Regions from separate parts of the Drosophila melanogaster genome. Here region 1 is linked to region 2. Evidence: chromatin contacts called from public targeted proximity ligation data. All regions are on one chromosome and are shown on one strand. The core of a region is the stretch at or near the end of the contact, and the rest is flanking DNA. Distances in the headings are between cores, read along the strand shown. Region 1 holds the start of BHD (Birt-Hogg-Dube). Region 2 holds the start of corn (cornetto).

Evidence for each region.
Region 1: a contact with region 2 is called in a targeted proximity ligation map of the Kc167 cell line, with 5 times the contacts expected there. A contact is called at or near these places in 66 of 107 Hi-C or Micro-C datasets (the Clone 8 cell line, the D17-c3 cell line, the Kc167 cell line and 20 more) and 6 of 7 datasets of targeted methods (the Kc167 cell line and the S2 cell line).

The regions. Positions count from the first base shown.
Region 1 is chr3L:7,236,273-7,239,935 of dm6, forward strand. BHD (Birt-Hogg-Dube) reads left to right here and starts at 2,270. Exons shown (of 3, transcript NM_139833.2): 1 at 2,270-3,521; 2 at 3,611-3,663. The coding sequence starts at 2,363. CG14829 reads right to left here and starts at 1,850. Exons shown (of 2, transcript NM_139832.3): 1 at 1,310-1,850; 2 at 528-1,243. The coding sequence starts at 1,827. The coding sequence ends at 1,102.
Region 2 is chr3L:7,155,109-7,159,252 of dm6, forward strand. corn (cornetto) reads right to left here and starts at 1,965. Exons shown (of 8, transcript NM_168193.3): 1 at 828-1,965. CG8620 reads left to right here and starts at 2,991. Exons shown (of 2, transcript NM_144196.2): 1 at 2,991-3,406; 2 at 3,471-3,766. The coding sequence starts at 3,139. The coding sequence ends at 3,502. It overlaps Dscam2 (Down syndrome cell adhesion molecule 2), which reads right to left. Exons shown (of 21, transcript NM_168196.4): 21 at 4,091-4,144.

The DNA.
Region 1 (3,663 bases), core at 1,020-3,519, 81 kb after region 2:
TCCCCCCCCACTTCTTTGCTGCGCCAACTGCACTCTGGCAGGTTCCTTCGCCCCACTTTCTCCGCTTTCACCGCACTCCCCTCGCCTTCTACGCCGCTTAGCTCCTTCGTTGTTCGCGTTGTCATAATCGCATTTGAATTAGCTGTGCACACGAGGCGCAGCTGAGGATTCTGAACAGGGTGCATAAATGAATAATAGTAAAATTAATAATTGATAAGACAAATAAAATAAACGAAGATATGAATTTATAATGTACAAATACGATTCACAGATTTACTTTATTCCACCTATATATACAAATATTTATATCATTTCATTCGTCACAATAGAGAACATTCATTAAAATATATTTGAAGCTAAATTTATATTTTTATATATATTTATACTAGAATGGAAATTATATTTTTATGTGATAGGAATAAAAAAGTAATATTTAACATACTATCGAAGTAGACAAAGTAAAAATATAACTTAATATACTTTTATTTATTTCTTTGAATTCAACGATTCAAAATTAGTTAGTTATTCTAGGGAAATCTCTGACTAAAATAGTATCTGCTGCACCCTGTTGGAAAGCCCATTCCATCCGCTTGGCACCGTCTGCGAGCCTAATGTGCCACTTAAGACGCATTTATTGTCTTTCGTTGCTGCTGCCGGCGTTCTTGCCGCGCGGCGGCTGTTGGTGGTGCCGCATTTTCCATTTAATTGACGCCATTGTTGACAAAATGGCGGTCGTGTGTTGGCTTTCGCTGCACCGCTTTCCAAGCCCAACTTGCACCAGCCACAAGCCATTAATGTTAACGCATTTTTCGCCTAGATTCTGGGGTAGGATGTTGGCATGGATGCACTCGTGTTTCTGGTTTACCAAAGGCGACATCCTCCAGTCGGTGGAGTTAAAGGGGGCGTGGCGACGACAAGGGCGCAAATCACTTGCAATTAGTGTTAAAAATTCAACGGAGTAACTAGATTGTTCATGTGAGCAGATATACTCGAAAGTTGACAGTGATTCCAGTTGATCTTACTGAAAAGCACTATCAGTGGTAATCATTGAATTAACTTGATTTATTCAAGTCGTAACATCAGTTTAAAAAAAAACCCTTTTCAATACTCCACATCCAGAGCATATGCATCCAGCACACTTTCACCCCTTGGACAATCCGAATAGCGAGCTAGGCAATCGATTCCAGCCTGGCCAGCTGCTAAAGCCTCCTTGTAGGCCACATCCAAGCGCGTTTTACCAGGTCTATTAAGTTTATATAGATTTATAATTCTTCCATTCAAGTAATAGCATTCTAAAACTGCAACTTACGTGAGTAGAACGACTAGTAGCTCCGCCATGATGCCCACATGGTGATGCACCTGCGCATTTTCACAGATCCCTCGCAGCAAACAGTGACGACCTCGACCAGGAGATCCACTCACTTGGTCCATATAGTTCTCCAAGGCGGCATATACGAACAGGCGAGTGTCGTCCTCGTGCGTCTCATCCAAGCTCCTGATCTTCTCCTGCAACGAACGCGCATATATCGTCTCCCATTTGTCCCAGGGATATAGTGGTGCCGATGGCAGGGTAAATGCCCCGAAATGCAGCACATAGTAGTAGACCAAACTGCGCCAGACCACGGGATCCTCGAGCTGAGTGGACAGCACGGGACCCACTACCAAACGGATGGTTCCTCCATTCCGGTAGATCAACTGATGCCTCTTCTGGCGCGCATGCATATACTCCGTAATATTTTGGCCAACTGGAGCAGCTACTAACATATACGCACTCCTAACCACAGGTAATGAACAGGCCAATAAATATATCCAAGAAACCAGTTGCATTGTGTGGAAAAACGTCTGTAGGTGGCACAATAACTTTCGAGAATGAAACTCACTGGAATCGATACCCATTTGTGATGCTGAAAATTAAAGCATTATGGACTCAAGCAATTAGCATCCAAATTGGGTTATAAAGACATCCAGATCTGCTTTACATTTTCGTTCTGCATAATTAATTGGGTAAATAATTACAGATACATTTCTACATATCTTAAAAACACAATTCAAAAATTCTTTCTTAATTTGAACTTCTATTAACATAAGGAATTTATTGTCATGTGTATTTATTTAATATTATGTCGTCATAGCACATTGATTTATAGTTTAGTATTTATATTTTACATATACAAAACAAGAATAAAATGTATATTCCCGCAAAATTTAAAATATCGCTTAAGAAATCCCTGCAATGTTTTCTATGTTCTTACCGCCATTTCTGGTATTTCAGTGAATGTACGCAACTGGTCACTCTAGTATTATTAACTAACAAAATAAACAATAACATAACCAAGGATATAAAGGAAACTGTAGAGCAGCGATGAACGCCGTGATAGCGCTGTGCCACTTTTGCGAGGCGCACGGTCCCTGCGCCATCTTCTGCACCCAGACACTGAGGGACACCAAGCTGGAGGACCTGTCACTGGAACAGCAGACGCAAAAGACCTGCTCCGCCTGCAATTACTCCATGGGCAAGAATAACAATGCGATCTACAGCAGGGACACGGAAAGCGGGGCCACATTCGTCAGCACCAAGGTGGCGGTGCTGCCGGAGGTGGCCAGTCTGGTCAAGCAGGCGGCGGTGCTCAGTCTGAGCAATGGTACGGATGCCAGCAAGGATGGCGAGTTCGTGTTCTTTGGCGATTCGTCCAGGGGTCACATCCTGAGTCACACCTTCCGAGTGAGCGACCTGCAGGCCCGCGGCTACTCGCAGCTGTTCTCCATCATTGTGCTGATGAAGGACAAGTATTTCCTGCTTAACATCAAGCCCTTTCTGGCGGAGCACCTGAAGAAGGTGTCGTCGGAGCTGCAGGCAGCTGCCAAAAAGACCAAGGAGACGGAGGAGCAGACGTACTCAGAGCGACAGAGGCGTCTGTCCGGCGCTCAGTTCCTGATGCCCACTTCCCGTGCCTTGCTGGAGCTAACAGGCGAGGAGCACATCTTCGCCCAGTTGCACTCACACTTCTCGTGGCTCCTGCTAGCCGGATCCCGCTTCCTCACCGAGCACGTGACCTTCGGCAACCTACCGTGGCTACCGCCACAAAGTAGTGGCCGTCCTCCCGCACAGCGACTCACCTACAACAGTTCCACACTGCCAATGATAGAGAGCATCGACGATCCCGATCTGGAGGAGTTCTTCTCGTTGCGCCATCTCAAGAGTGTCGTCCGCAAGGAGGAGTTTGCCACGGTCTGCTATTGTGCCTTGACTGGGGTGAAGATTGTGGTCAGAGGTGATCCCAGAAAGACCTTCCGTTTCATGGTCTGCCTGAAGAAACTCCTGCCCGAGCCCATGCACAATCTAATGCGAATCGATGCCCAACATCAACACTCCATCAGCTCCGAGTACAAAATCATATCCGTGTCCAATGACATAGCCGTGCCAATGGCCAGTAGCTCCGTTTATCGGATCGATTTTCTGGACAAACACGTCAACGGACACGAGGTGTCGGTCAAATGGCCAGGAGAGCTGCCACGAAAATGTAAGCTTCACATCCAATCCGTTCCCGCTTTCACTGATAAAAACGAGTCGGGGATATTGATATTGATTCTATTGATTCTCCCACTTTAGTGCCAGATCTTATGGTGAAACTTTTAAAGGCGGTGGAGGAGAAAAACTTCACA
Region 2 (4,144 bases), core at 715-3,214:
TGCAGTGTGTCAAGTTGTGACTGTTTGACTGACTGAGTGACGGACTGACATTAAATTGCACTCTTCCTGATTGCTTCGTCGCTTCAAAATCGATTATCGCCGAAGTCATGCAACTGAAATTATATTCACCGCTTGCCACATCCATATATGTATGTACATATGTACATACGTATATACGCTTTTACATACAAAGTTAACGCTGCATAATGAAGCGGACTACGTGGCTAGGATACAAAATCCGGAAGCCCCTCAGTCCGGCGGTCCTGACCTTTTTAATTTCAGCTAAAAACCAAAGCCGCACGACGCCAACACACCTCTGACCCACCACAACCACCCTCTCGCCCACACGACGATGTGGCTTCAACATAAGACGCAGCTCATATTCGATAACCACTTTCTACCCGCCAATGAGTTACAGTGGAGATTGGGTAAGCTTAACTTTTATCCTGATACAAAAAACAAAATATTTGCTTAAATTTGGCTTGTTACATAAGCAAAACTTTCATTTTCTTCGTAAAGAAAATTAATTGTACTTAAATGCTATGGAAAAACTATAAAATTTTACACGTAAGAGCCATTTGCCTTTCCCCCATATCCCACATCCATTATAAAAAAATATAAAAAGGACATTAAGATTTGTTAATCGATTTCAATTTAAAACTGACATTAACAAACAAAAAAACGATGTATCAGTTGGTATTAGTAAACTTTCTAAGACCAAGTGAAGGCAATTTCTAATCAGTTTGTGCTCAAAGCGATATTCTCTGCAATTTAACTTAGAACTCGCAGAATGTTCTACTTAGTGGCGTTCCACTGTAGCTACTCACCCACGGAGCTGGAGTTGAAGGAGGAAAACTGTGCCAGCGGTTGAGGAGGTTGAGGCTGCTGCTGGAGTTTCGTTCGTTGATTCGCTCGTTTGCTGTTTTGTTTGTTTGTTTGTCGGATTGTTGCTGTCTTTGTCGCTCAGTTGTTGTTCCTTTGGTGGGCGACGATGGAAATGTCAGAGGGTCGCGGTATTGGTATTACGGCCTCCCAGGGCATTCTCTTTTCGCTTGAGTTTTGATTTTTTTTTTTGCTTTGCCTGATAATTCTATTATTGCTCTCGCTCTCTTGGGGGGGAGTGCAAAATAATGGATGGCAATTCGCGGACGGAAATTTGCGAATTTAGCGCGTCGCTTCAATTTTGTGCAAATTGAATGCACAAACACTGAGAAGTGGAGAGAAATTACTAACTTCGGCGTTCTCCCTGTCTCCCACACACACACATACACGTGCACGCGCGAAATTTCGTGACAGCTGCAGCTGGAGAAGAAGAAGAGCATGAATGATCGCTCAAGGACTCGGTATCGTCCTGCCGTTTCCTCTCTCTCTTTCTCTCTCTGGTTCACTTCCTTTTGTTGTTCCGTTTACCTAACACAACGGCTTATTTGTATTGTCAGGACCAACTCACACACACGCACATACACGTACACTAGCGCACTGCAGCTGAGCCCAAAGGAAAAATCGATGATGAATCTGCGAATTAAAAGTCTATAGCCGCACATCGATTAATCTGCAGCTGAAGCGAGTCGCTTTAATTTAGTTTTTCAGCCTTGTTTTTGCTGCTTACGAGGAAAAAGACAGCAAGGCTTCGTTGAAAAACCCGTTCGGCGCGCAGGAAAGTCGGAAAAACGAAAATCGTATAGCGGCTTGGTAACAAAACGCGCCCACTCGCGGAAAACAACAAGTTTAAATATTAATTAAATCGATTTATATTTACTAAATCATAATATACATCGCTATTACTTCATGTAGGCGAGCAGAAGCACACTCCACGTCGAATTTATTGTTCGTTTGCTTAAAAAATCAGTTTCAATTGCCGCAACTCCGTTGGCATTAAAGTTATAACGATGTTTCTTTAATAATATTTTTTAATGGTAACCGAAAAAACAGCGCGCGCTGCTGCGCTCTCCCGAAAAATTACAGAGAGAATGCGTTGCGAGCTGCTTATATAGATTTTTAAAATATCAGAGAAACCAAATGATGGTAATGTAAAAATACCAAAGCCGGGAAATCGCGTTTTAACAGTCTGTTAACAGTCTGGCGTATCACACTGTTAATTCTCTTCAGCGGTTAAATGTATCTATTGGATGCGCCAAATATATCTTATCCATATTAACAGCTATTTTGATTAAGAAAACTTAGACTCGTTTAGTTTTATTTAAAATTTTTTAATAGTTTTGAATTATTATACCTTTTGTCGATTTTTAAATATAAGTAAACGTAAGGAATGATTTTAACCGCTTGTGGTTAAGACTGCATATTTTGGCGGGCACAATTCAAAAGCAATCATGAAAATACCACAATAAAAATACTAGTCTCAAGCGGTAATGTCTTATACGTAGTCTTATACCTTAAAATTAAATAGCAGTTCTGTAAAATATTTAACCGTTTAGTATTTCTAAAATAATGTGCTAAACCTGATTTATGCAATTATTAAGATCCCAAAACATTTTCAAAAAATTGTGTAAATTTCTTAATACTTTATATTCTTAAAATTTTCGATGATTTAAAACGATAAAATAATTGTTTTAAAATTACACACTTGGACGAAATTCAAAATTAAAATTATATCAAAATAATGTCATATTTCACAAAATCGTAAAAAATAATAAAAGGTATGCTTATAAAAATACGCAGAATATTTATAATGCATATAATATGCAGAAATACAAAAGTAAGAAGAATTTCGCAAAAATATGAAATATGTTTGAGGTTACGTTCGGCAATGAAATTATGTAACATTAAAAACACGTGATCAATGGAAGTAATTTCCCAAAAACCCATGAATGCGATTTGGTTAAAAATAGCTCAGATGACGTCACATTTATCGTGTGGTTTGTATGAGTATGTGACTGATAAAGAAAGGCAAATGTTTACAGTCCGAAAGTCGCGATTAGCTTGGCGCCAAAGTTGCCTATAAAAGCTCATCGACCGAATGCCGCAGAAGCCAGTCAAATTCAAGTGTTCAAGTGAAGCAGTCGAAACATAAGCAACAGATTCCGCAGCAGTTATATCCAGTTCAGAGAAACAGTAGTTAATCAGTAATTAAAGTGTTGAGTGAATTTCTTATCGGGTCAGTTGTAAACTAGTGCAAAAATGTCGCAATCCGATAACGTGGCACGTGAGCAAACTGCGGCAAATGCAGGGCCGGATGCATGTCAAGGATGCCGCGGCCAATTGCCAAATGCCACGCCCGTGGAAGTCGAGGACATGGCCTTGCCGTCGATGGAGCGTCTCATTCGAAAGGCCAACATGGCCCAGAAAATGCTGAACGATGTGATGAAACAGATCCAGAAGCAGCAGCAGCAGGAATCTCAACTCTCCATCAAGGAGACCAAGTCCAAGCACCGCAGCTCCGATGGAGGTAAACGACGACACAGAGGACGCAAACATCATAGTCATAGTCATCACACTAGCTCATCTTCCAGTTCCAGTTCCGACCACAGTGACTGCGAGCTGATCCTGGCGGAGAAGGAGGGGCACATGCCGCGGAGAAGACACACGCGAGATGACCGCAAGCGGGATCGTTCCCGGTCTCGCGGTCGCTCCCGTGGTCACTCGCGTGGTCGTTCTCATGGGCGTTCTCGTTCCAGGTCCTACACCGATTCCCGACGATCTCGAGCACTACCCCTGGCTCTGCCCGTTCGGATTTCAGTGTGAGTATCTGGCTTCATTCAGTATTATTCAATATTCATTTTATATATTAAGTGCGCATAAAAAAACCAAAAAAAAAAAAATAATAAAATATATAAAATATGAAAAAAATATTCAAATGAATTCTTTTTAATGGAGGGTGGGCTTATCTTTATTTTGGGTGCAAATAATACATACTGTTCAGGTATTCAAGATAATAAGTTACATTCGTTGATGAAATGCTGATTTAATTTAGCATTCATATTTACCAAAGTTGTGAAATATTTGAACCATTTTTCTGAGAAAATAAAGTTCAAAGTTTTGGAACTGTAAAAAGAAGTTTTTATCTTACCTCCATCAGCCGATTAACAAATAAACAATCGTTTGTTATTTTTAAATATTTCTTATATTTTTTAAATGCCGTTTGTTTTTACATTAATAGTTTTTATTTTGTAGTTGTTGTGCTAAT